Linked DNA regions of Mus musculus: all the other regions are linked to region 3. A link is a contact called in public HiChIP or PLAC-seq data. All regions are on one chromosome and are shown on one strand. Each heading gives the region's core, a stretch centred on a gene start, on an enhancer-like site or on the middle of the called end of the contact. The rest is flanking DNA. Distances are from core to core; before and after follow the strand shown.

What was found. HiChIP or PLAC-seq counts read pairs in DNA pulled down with a chosen protein or histone mark.
Region 1: a contact with region 3 is called in an H3K27ac HiChIP or PLAC-seq map of trophoblast stem cells, with 11 read pairs. The contact joins two enhancer-like sites. A contact is called at or near these places in 1 of 15 datasets of contacts at CTCF or cohesin (the NIH/3T3 cell line), 3 of 115 datasets of contacts at active chromatin or transcription factors (embryonic stem cells and trophoblast stem cells) and 3 of 9 other capture datasets (adipose tissue, liver and pancreatic islet).
Region 2: an H3K27ac HiChIP or PLAC-seq map of trophoblast stem cells shows a contact between it and region 3, with 19 read pairs. The contact joins two enhancer-like sites. A contact is called at or near these places in 7 of 39 promoter capture datasets (the 3T3-L1 cell line, HPC-7-derived erythroid cells, embryonic stem cells and 2 more), 3 of 15 datasets of contacts at CTCF or cohesin (CD8 T cells, the NIH/3T3 cell line and large pre-B cells), 9 of 484 Hi-C or Micro-C datasets (the C2C12 cell line, ECoMG myeloid progenitors, cortical neurons and 5 more), 7 of 115 datasets of contacts at active chromatin or transcription factors (embryonic basal ganglia, embryonic stem cells, epiblast stem cells and 2 more) and 1 of 9 other capture datasets (embryonic stem cells).

What each region holds. Positions count from the first base shown.
Region 1 is chr10:61,660,710-61,663,409 of GRCm38.p6, forward strand. Ppa1 (pyrophosphatase (inorganic) 1) reads left to right here. Exons shown (of 11, transcript NM_026438.4): 4 at 203-322. Among named protein-coding and RNA genes, the nearest start is that of Ppa1, 13 kb to the left of the region's middle. Within about 2 kb of position 1,357, at least 77 of the 459 cell types and tissues checked have an H3K27ac peak or open chromatin away from gene starts, as enhancers often do. A contact at or near this core is called in trophoblast stem cells, where this site is marked.
Region 2 is chr10:61,490,847-61,493,546 of GRCm38.p6, forward strand. The region is part of intron 2 of Lrrc20 (leucine rich repeat containing 20); the gene reads left to right. Among named protein-coding and RNA genes, the nearest start is that of D830039M14Rik, 16 kb to the left of the region's middle. Within about 2 kb of position 1,430, at least 30 of the 459 cell types and tissues checked have an H3K27ac peak or open chromatin away from gene starts, as enhancers often do. A contact at or near this core is called in trophoblast stem cells, where this site is marked.
Region 3 is chr10:61,569,096-61,571,795 of GRCm38.p6, forward strand. The region is part of intron 4 of Lrrc20 (leucine rich repeat containing 20); the gene reads left to right. Among named protein-coding and RNA genes, the nearest start is that of Npffr1, 25 kb to the right of the region's middle. Within about 2 kb of position 1,281, at least 38 of the 459 cell types and tissues checked have an H3K27ac peak or open chromatin away from gene starts, as enhancers often do. A contact at or near this core is called in trophoblast stem cells, where this site is marked.

The DNA.
Region 1 (2,700 bases), core at 107-2,606, 92 kb after region 3:
GAATTAGTGAATGTTCTTTTTCTCTTCTCTATGTTGTTGTGCATAACAGCTGTCGGAGGAGCTTTTAGTTCAGTTTTCACCATGTCAGGGATGAAACAAATCCTGAAGTTGGAATAACGGAGGGGGGATCATGCCTACATAATTTGTTTTCTTGGATCCTGACTCCAGCAGTGTTGCACACCCATCTGGCATTTCATTTCAGATTGCTACAAAGGACCCTTTAAACCCAATCAAGCAAGATGTGAAAAAGGGGAAGCTCCGCTATGTGGCGAATCTGTTCCCTTATAAAGGGTATATTTGGAACTACGGCGCCATCCCTCAGGTACGTGTCCAAGAGCCTCCTTACTCGCTAAAAATGTACTTTTTTTTTCTTTTAGCTTAGTAAAAATTAACTCACTTTTGATCAAACGTTTAAATGCAGAAAATACTGGCTATCACAGAGCAGAAAAGCACTGGATGGGATAATTTTATTTTAAACATTTTAATGACTTATTTCCAAGGTTAACTAGAAGGAATATGTCTATGTTTAAGCTCAGATTTTCTAAAATGTTCCGTTTTCTATGGACTCATTTTAGACTCCCGACTGTACATTCTTCACAGACTTAGTATTGTGTAGTGAGAAGAGGGAGCCTTGGTACTTAAAGCCTTGGTTCTTAGCCAAGCTTAGGGGCACACTCCTGTTAGCCCAGCCTGCAGGGCACTCTCCTGTTAGCCCAGCCTGCAGGAGGACTGACATAAATTGGAGGAAACCCTGGTCTACATGGCCAGTTGTAGGACAGCCACAGCTACATAGTGAGAGCTTGTCTCTGAAAAACACAGCCAGAATTAAAGGTGCCTGCCAGACACTTGGTGACCTGAGTCCTAAAGTCCCATGGCAGAAGGTGAGAGCTCACACCTACAGGTTGTCCTCTGACCTTAATGGGACATATGCCCACACACACTAACACATGCAAAAAAAAAGACAATTTTAAAATGGAAGTTAACACCAAAAGGCTTGATTTCTACCCAGATATCACATACACCTCCGAACTCAGCATTCCAGAGGCTGGAGCAATACTGAGAGCCGAAAGTTTACCTTTAGCAAGACTCTTGTCACCAAAGACTCTCACACCAAATGGTGGTGCAGACACAGTGGTCTCCCTCTGTTCCTCGGAGACACAAATCACACTCAACCTGGACAGTTGTTTGGAAGAAAAGAGCCCTTACTGTCTTTCTGCCCGTGTGCATTCTTACTGCCTTGTACATGGAGGCTTGGTTCTCCTGAGGTCAGAAGCTTTGGGTCAGGATCACGGCGAGCTTTCTTCTTACACAGCTGGAACCTTGTTTTCCTGTCTATCGCAAGCACATAGTAAGGCGTTGCTTAGTTTTTGGATGGTGAGTCATCAGGCTTTGGTGGGGGTGCCGGGGTTAACCCTAGCACTCAGAGGCGGAGGACAGCAGATGTCTGAGTTCAAAGATTGCCTGGGGCTGGCTGCACAGAAAAACCCTATCTTAAAAAATCAGGAACAAAAGAGACTTGTAACTGTTATTAGTAAAGGACATACATTTGATCATGCGACACTTAACACATATCCAATTTAGTTTTTCCTGTGGGTAATGGTTTGTTCCCTATTCATCATTAGGTGATATTAAGTGGCATCATTGTGAATCATAAGTTACTAGCATATAGGTCAGACTCATCTAGTTTGTTGGGTAATCACAGAGTCATTTGTCTGTCCCAATTACCGCACTTGAGTTGATTTGGTATTTGGCTTTGATGTGTGGTCCCTGTGGGGACACAGTGCTGAGCTCTTCTTCTCGGGGCGGACTCCTGCCTTCCTGGTATTGGAAGCAGTCTTGCTTTATCCCGTTCACTTTGATCTTTTTCCTCTAGCTGAAGAGGGAAGTAAATCCAAGTCATAAGTGTGTTCTGCTGAGGAATAAAGGAACCTAACAGCAGCTGCAATTTAAGCCCAACAGCCGGCCGCACACTTGATCAGTTCTTTGTGAGATGCTCTGCCGAGTCTCTGGCCTGCAATTTAGCAAAGAGAGAAAGGCAGTAATTTAAGCTTTTCAGCCTTGGCTCCCAGCCAGCAAGGCTGCGTTCACCATCAGAGGTTATCATTTCCATTCCGGGCTCTCTGGGTGGCAGAAATCTGTGATGAAGAGACTCCAGCTGATAGGACATAGATGGCGTAAGTACCCAGAGCAGCTCAGCAGACTCAGAGCCTTGCACATGCTAGACAAGTGCTCTCCTACTGAGTCACACACCACATCACACCCCCACCCTGCCCACCCTTAGCCCTTAGTGTTTGAGACACCAGGGTCTTTGTGTGTGGCTTAGTAAGACCTCTGTAGCCTGGAACTTGAGCTCCTGCCTCGGTTTCCACGTGCTGGGATTACAGGCACGCACCATCATATGACTTAAGTGTTCGAAGCAGGATCATTTTCTTGTTTTGGGTTTTGGGCTTTTGAGTCAGGACGGCACTGTGTAGCCATGGCTAGCCTAGAACTCATAGGGATCTGCCAGCGTCTGTCTCCTGGGATCAAAGGCACATATTGACACACCTAGTTTCATTCTCTGTTCTGAAGCTTACATTTAGCTTAGCATTATATGCATAATCGAAGCTCCAACATTTCATTATAATTCTTCTCTATAGTTAAAAGTTCTTAAATGGAAATTGTAAAGTTTGTTTGTTCGTTTGTTTTTTTCCTTGACAG
Region 2 (2,700 bases), core at 180-2,679, 78 kb before region 3:
TTTGACTATGCAGGGGTGAGCACAGGGGTGAGTGAGGTTTGACTATGCAGGGGTGAGTGAGGTTGACTATGCAGGGGTGATTGAGGTTTGACTATGCAGGGGTGAGCACAGGGGTGAGTGAGGTTTGACTATGCAGGGGTGAGTGAGGTTGACTATGCAGGGGTGAGGTGGTTTGACTGTGGAATGGCCCTTTTCAAGTCAGATCTCTTTAGCACTCAGTGTAGTTTTCAGTTCAGGGGTGAGACAACACCTCTTGTTGCTTTATTTACAGTTCTGTATTGATGACAAATGATGTTGAAAATCTTTTCTTGTGCTTTTTCGCCACCTGTCCATCTCTGATGAAATCTGTGTTCCAAACTTCCACTGTTACCCATTTTAAATAAGTGAGTTTTCTCTAAGTTTTGAAAATATGTCAGTGGTATGTGTGTGTGTGTATTGTATACAGATATATTTGATTTTTTTCCCTCTTGCGGTAGTGTCTGTCTACGTAGCCCTCGCTATTCTGGAACTCAATGAGATCTGTTTGCTTCTGCCTTCTGAGTGCTAGGACTAAAGGCATGTGCCACCCTGCCCAGATCTAGAAAGATACATTCTTTAAAAGTTACATTTAGGGGGGAGGGTATGGGGGACTTTTGGGATAGCATTCTAAATGTAATTGAGGAAAATACGTAATAATAAAAAATATTAAAAAAATAAAATGGAAAGATACATCCCCCCCAAAAAAGTTACATTTATTCTCTATTTATTTATTGGTTGGGGCACATGTATGCCGGAGTAATTATGTCGAGGTCAGAGATCAGCTTCTCTCCTTCCCCCAGGGGTGAATTTAGTTCATCAGGCTTGGTGGCAAGTGCCTTTATCTGCTGAGCCATCTTGCTGGTGCCTCAGCCTCCTCAGTGCTGGGGTCCTATGTGTTCTCTATCATATCTGGCCAGACGTGTTTTGCTAGTTCAGTTTCTGGGCTCTGACTTGTCTTTCAGCCTTCTAACCGTGTCTTTTGAGAGACAGATGTTTGTGATCTCGATGAAGTCCAGTTTATCATTTACCGCACCCCCCCCCCCCCAGCCAAACCCAATTCTGCGGGTCCTCCTCTTGGAACTGTCTGGGAGCTGGGCAAATATGCGTGGGCTCATGGGCCCCATGTCCCTGAAAGTTCAAGGTTCTCTCAAGCAGCACCTGGATGAGAGGCTTGTGCAAGAGTCCCTGCTGCCTTGCGTGTCTGAGATCTGGACAGGTGGGTTGTCCCGGAAGCCTCCAGGTGCGTATAAGCGGTCAAAGTGAGCATGCGTTGGGAGAGGTCAAGCCTCAGGATGGGAGATGAAGGTTAGGGAGAGAAGGGGCGTGGCCTCCCCTTCCCTTTTCCAGGCTCACCTGCTGTTAGCTACTTTTCCCTACACTTACCAGCAGATGGCGCCCTGTCACCAGCCGGCCTGGCCCTTGCTGGGTTTTAGTCCTCCCTGGGCCAGCTCATTTCCTGTATATGTACTTGTCTGACCCCTGTAGGGACCACGTGATCTGGAAACTCGTTGCTTGCTTCCTTCCCTCCCTCTCTTCTCCTCCTCCCTCCCTCCGTCTTTTTAAACTTAATATAATTATTTTTATTTTTATTTTGAGATATGATCCCACTATGTAGACCAGGCTGTCCTGGAACTCCCTATGTAGACCAGGCTGTCCTCGGACTGCACAGAGATGATTCTCCTTCCTCTGCCTCCCAAGTAGACTCCGCCCAGCAGAAACTCCTTTCTTTTTTTTTTTTTCTTTTAAAGATTTATTTATTTATTTATTTATTTATTATATGTAAATACACTGTAGCTATCTTCAGACACCCCAACACCCCAGAAGAGGGCGTCAGACCTCATCACAACAGATGGTTGTAAGCTACCATGTGGTTGCTGGGAATTGGACTCAGGACCTTCAGAAGAGCAGTCAGTGCTCTTAACCGCTGAGCCATCTCTCCAGCCCCAGAAACTACTTAATTTTTTAAAAATATTTTTTATTAGGTATTTTCCTCATTTACATTTCCAATGCTATCCCAAAAGTCCCCCATACCCCCCCCACTCCCCTACCTACCCACTCCCACTTTTTGGCCCTGGCGTTCCCCTGTACTGGGGCATATAAAGTTTGCATGTCCAAATGTCTTTCCAGTGATGGCCAACCTAGGCCATCTTTTGATACATATGCAGCTAGAGTCAAGAGCTCCGGGGTACTGGTTAGTTCATAATGTTGTTCCACCTATAGGGTTGCAGATCCCTTTAGTTCCTTGGGTACTTTCTCTAGCTCCTCCATTGGGGGCCCTGTGATCCATCCAATAGCTGACTGTGAGCATCCACTTCTGTGTTTGCTAGGCCCCGGCGTAGTCTCACGAGAGACAGCTATATCTGGGTCCTTTCAGCAAACGCTTGCTAGTGTGTGCAATGGTGTCATCGTTTGGAGGCTAATTATGGGATGGATCCCTGGATATGGCAGTCTTTAGATGGTCCATCCTTTTGTCTCAGCTCCAAACTTTGTCTCTGTAACTCCTTACATGGGTGTTTTGTTCCTAATTCTAAGAAGGGGCAAAGTGTCCACACTTTGGTCTTCGTTCTTCTTGAGAGAAACTGCTTAATTTAATGACAGTATTTACTACTCATACTTGGTATGAGTTTCACTGAAAATGAAATCTATCTCTCTCTCTTTTAAAAAATTTATTTATTTATTTAT
Region 3 (2,700 bases), core at 31-2,530:
CCTCAGAGCTGCTTGTCACTCTAGCTGGATAGCGAGCCAGCCGCTCTGTGCTTCAAGAGGATTCAAAGAAAGGCTTAGGCATACAGGTAGGTATGGAAGAAGCAGGGACCAAAGTAGCCAGCGTCTCGCTGGGCCTGGAGTCCCTAGCTGTCCTCCAAGGCTGGGCTGCAGCACCCAGCAAGCTGTGGCAGGGAGACCCTCTCCAGGGACACCAGCCACTGTGCAGACCCCTCGAGTCCCAGGCAGAGAGAGACAGAGAAGAAATGAAGTCCACCATGGAGATAGGCCCTTAGCAATACCCCAGTTCAGTCCCCACTAGAGAACTGAAGCAAGAGCTTTGGTCTCCAGTGTCAGGAAGAAAGGTAGGATGGTTTAGCAGATCTGAGCACCGTCTCTGAGGTGGGAGCGCTGTGACAGCCCAGGTTACAATGCCCGAGCAATCTGCCCAGCATGATTGTCTTCAGGAGTAGAGAAAGTTGATTAGTGTCTCCATTTGGCTCTGTCCCCTCAGGTGGATGTTAGGATCAGGGTTTGTCCTTCCTGTTTGATACCCTGCCTTGACGACCTTGGTCATCAAGAATCTGGGGCTCAGTTTCTTTATCTGTGAAGTGGATCTGTGGTAGTTTGAATGGAAATGGCCTCCAGGAGCCATGGTGGAGGAAGCGTGTTGCTGGGGGACAGATGTTGAGGTCTCAGATGCTCAAGCTAGTCCCGGTGTCTCTTCCTGTTCCTGTGGATCAAGACGGAGAACTCTCAGCTCCTTCTCCAGCACCGTGTCTGCCTGGACGTTGCCATACTTCCTAGCGTGATAATGGACTAAACCTCTAAGATGGGAAGCCAGCTCCAATTAAATGTTTCCCCTTGTTAGAGGTGCCTTGGTCATGGTGACTTGTCACAGCAATAGAGCCCTAACTAAGACAGGATGATTGTGAAGAACCTTTTAGAACAGGGCGTCAGCCATCAGTTTCTAGAAGTATCTTTCTGCTGGGCCCTCTAAGAGAAGCTGCCACGCTCCTGTGTGACAGGCACTTAGAAGCAGCTTTAGCTAAAAGGATTGACTTCTCGCTTGGACTTACAGGTCACTCAAAGCAGGACAAAAGCCTGCCATCTCTGCCTTTATCTGTGTCGGTCTCCTTGACTTTTACTCCTGTCTGACAGGCTTGTTAATCACTTAGGAACGCTCGCCAGATTCCAGCGCACAGGCACACACACACACTCACTCGAAAGCTTTTTGAGGCTGACAACACAGAGATGAGTCACTCTCCTACCTTGGATTCCAGGAGCAGCAAAGGCTGGCAGGACAGACGATCCCCCGTGCCCCTCCCCTCAACATGTAGGCATCCTCAACTGGGAGCCCGTCATCTTGCCAGAACCGTATGGGTGTCATCCGCACCCCCCCCCCCATCAGTGATGGTTGCAGTTGACAGTTGAATAATTCATTCCTGAGACCCCACTGAAGGACTAGAGTGAGATAAACTTCACCAGGATCCCTTAATTATATGCATGCCTTTTGTCCCTACCCCAATTCTTCCTTTATTCAAATGTAAATGTCTCACTTGTACTCATTAATAAGGAATATGGACTCAAATCTGTAACAGAATTCTATAAATGAAGACCTGTCTGTCTATGCAACCACGCTCTGAAACCTTTTGCTGTGGCTAGTGTTTAGTTATCATTGGTTTTGGTTTACTTTAAATCATCAGGCCAAGAGCTAGATCGAGCCCATTTATCCTGCATGGAGACTGGATGACATTTGAAAGAGTCTAAACTGTTACTTGCTTCCTGTGGTCTGAGAATCAACTTGGCCTCTGTTCTTTTTTTTTTTTTTTTTCCTTTTAGCTTTAGAAAAGTGTTTTGTCTGCATGTATGAGTGTTCCACATTCGTGCTAGGTGCCCCCCAACCCCGGGGCCAGAAGAGACCGTGTGATCCCCTGGGACTGGAGTTATAGATGCTTGTGGGCTGCTGTGCGGATGCTGAGGATCAAACACGGGTCCTCTAAAGAGCAGCCAGTGCTCTTAACTGCTGAGCCATCTGCAGCCCTAAGATTTATTTTATTTTTAGTTGTGTGTTTATGGGGAGGTCTTCCTGCAGAGGTCAGAAGAGGGCCTTGGGTCCCCCTCGAGCTGGAATTACAGGTGGTTATGAACCCCCTGGGGTGGGTGCTAGGAACCAGATTCCAGCCCTCAGCAAGAGCATCAAGCACTCTAACGCTGAGTCATCTCTCAGTTCTTTAGCAGATCCAGCGGTGAGAGGCAAACTGAAACAGGGTCCATGAGCCTCGTTCTTAACAAGGAAAAGACATACCCGCCAGGGACTTGAGGTACAACTTTTAAAAGGTTGTCCCTCCTTTCAAAAGGACTGTTGGGCTGGTGAGATGGCTCAGTGGGTAAGAGCACCCGACTGCTCTTCCAAAGGTCCGGAGTTCAAATCCCAGCAACCACATGGTGGCTCACAACCATCTGTAATGAGATCTGACTCCCTCTTCTGGAGTGTCTGAAGACAGCTGCAGTGTACTTACATATAATAAATAAATAAATCTTTTTAAAAAAAAAAAAGGACTGTCTGTGGTGGGAGAGACAATTCAGTGGGTAAAGTCACTTGCCACCAACCCTGATGGCCTGAGTCTGATCCCTGGGGCCCACATGGTGAACATAAAAGCTGACTCTGGCAAGTTGTTCTCTGACCTTCACAGGTGCTAC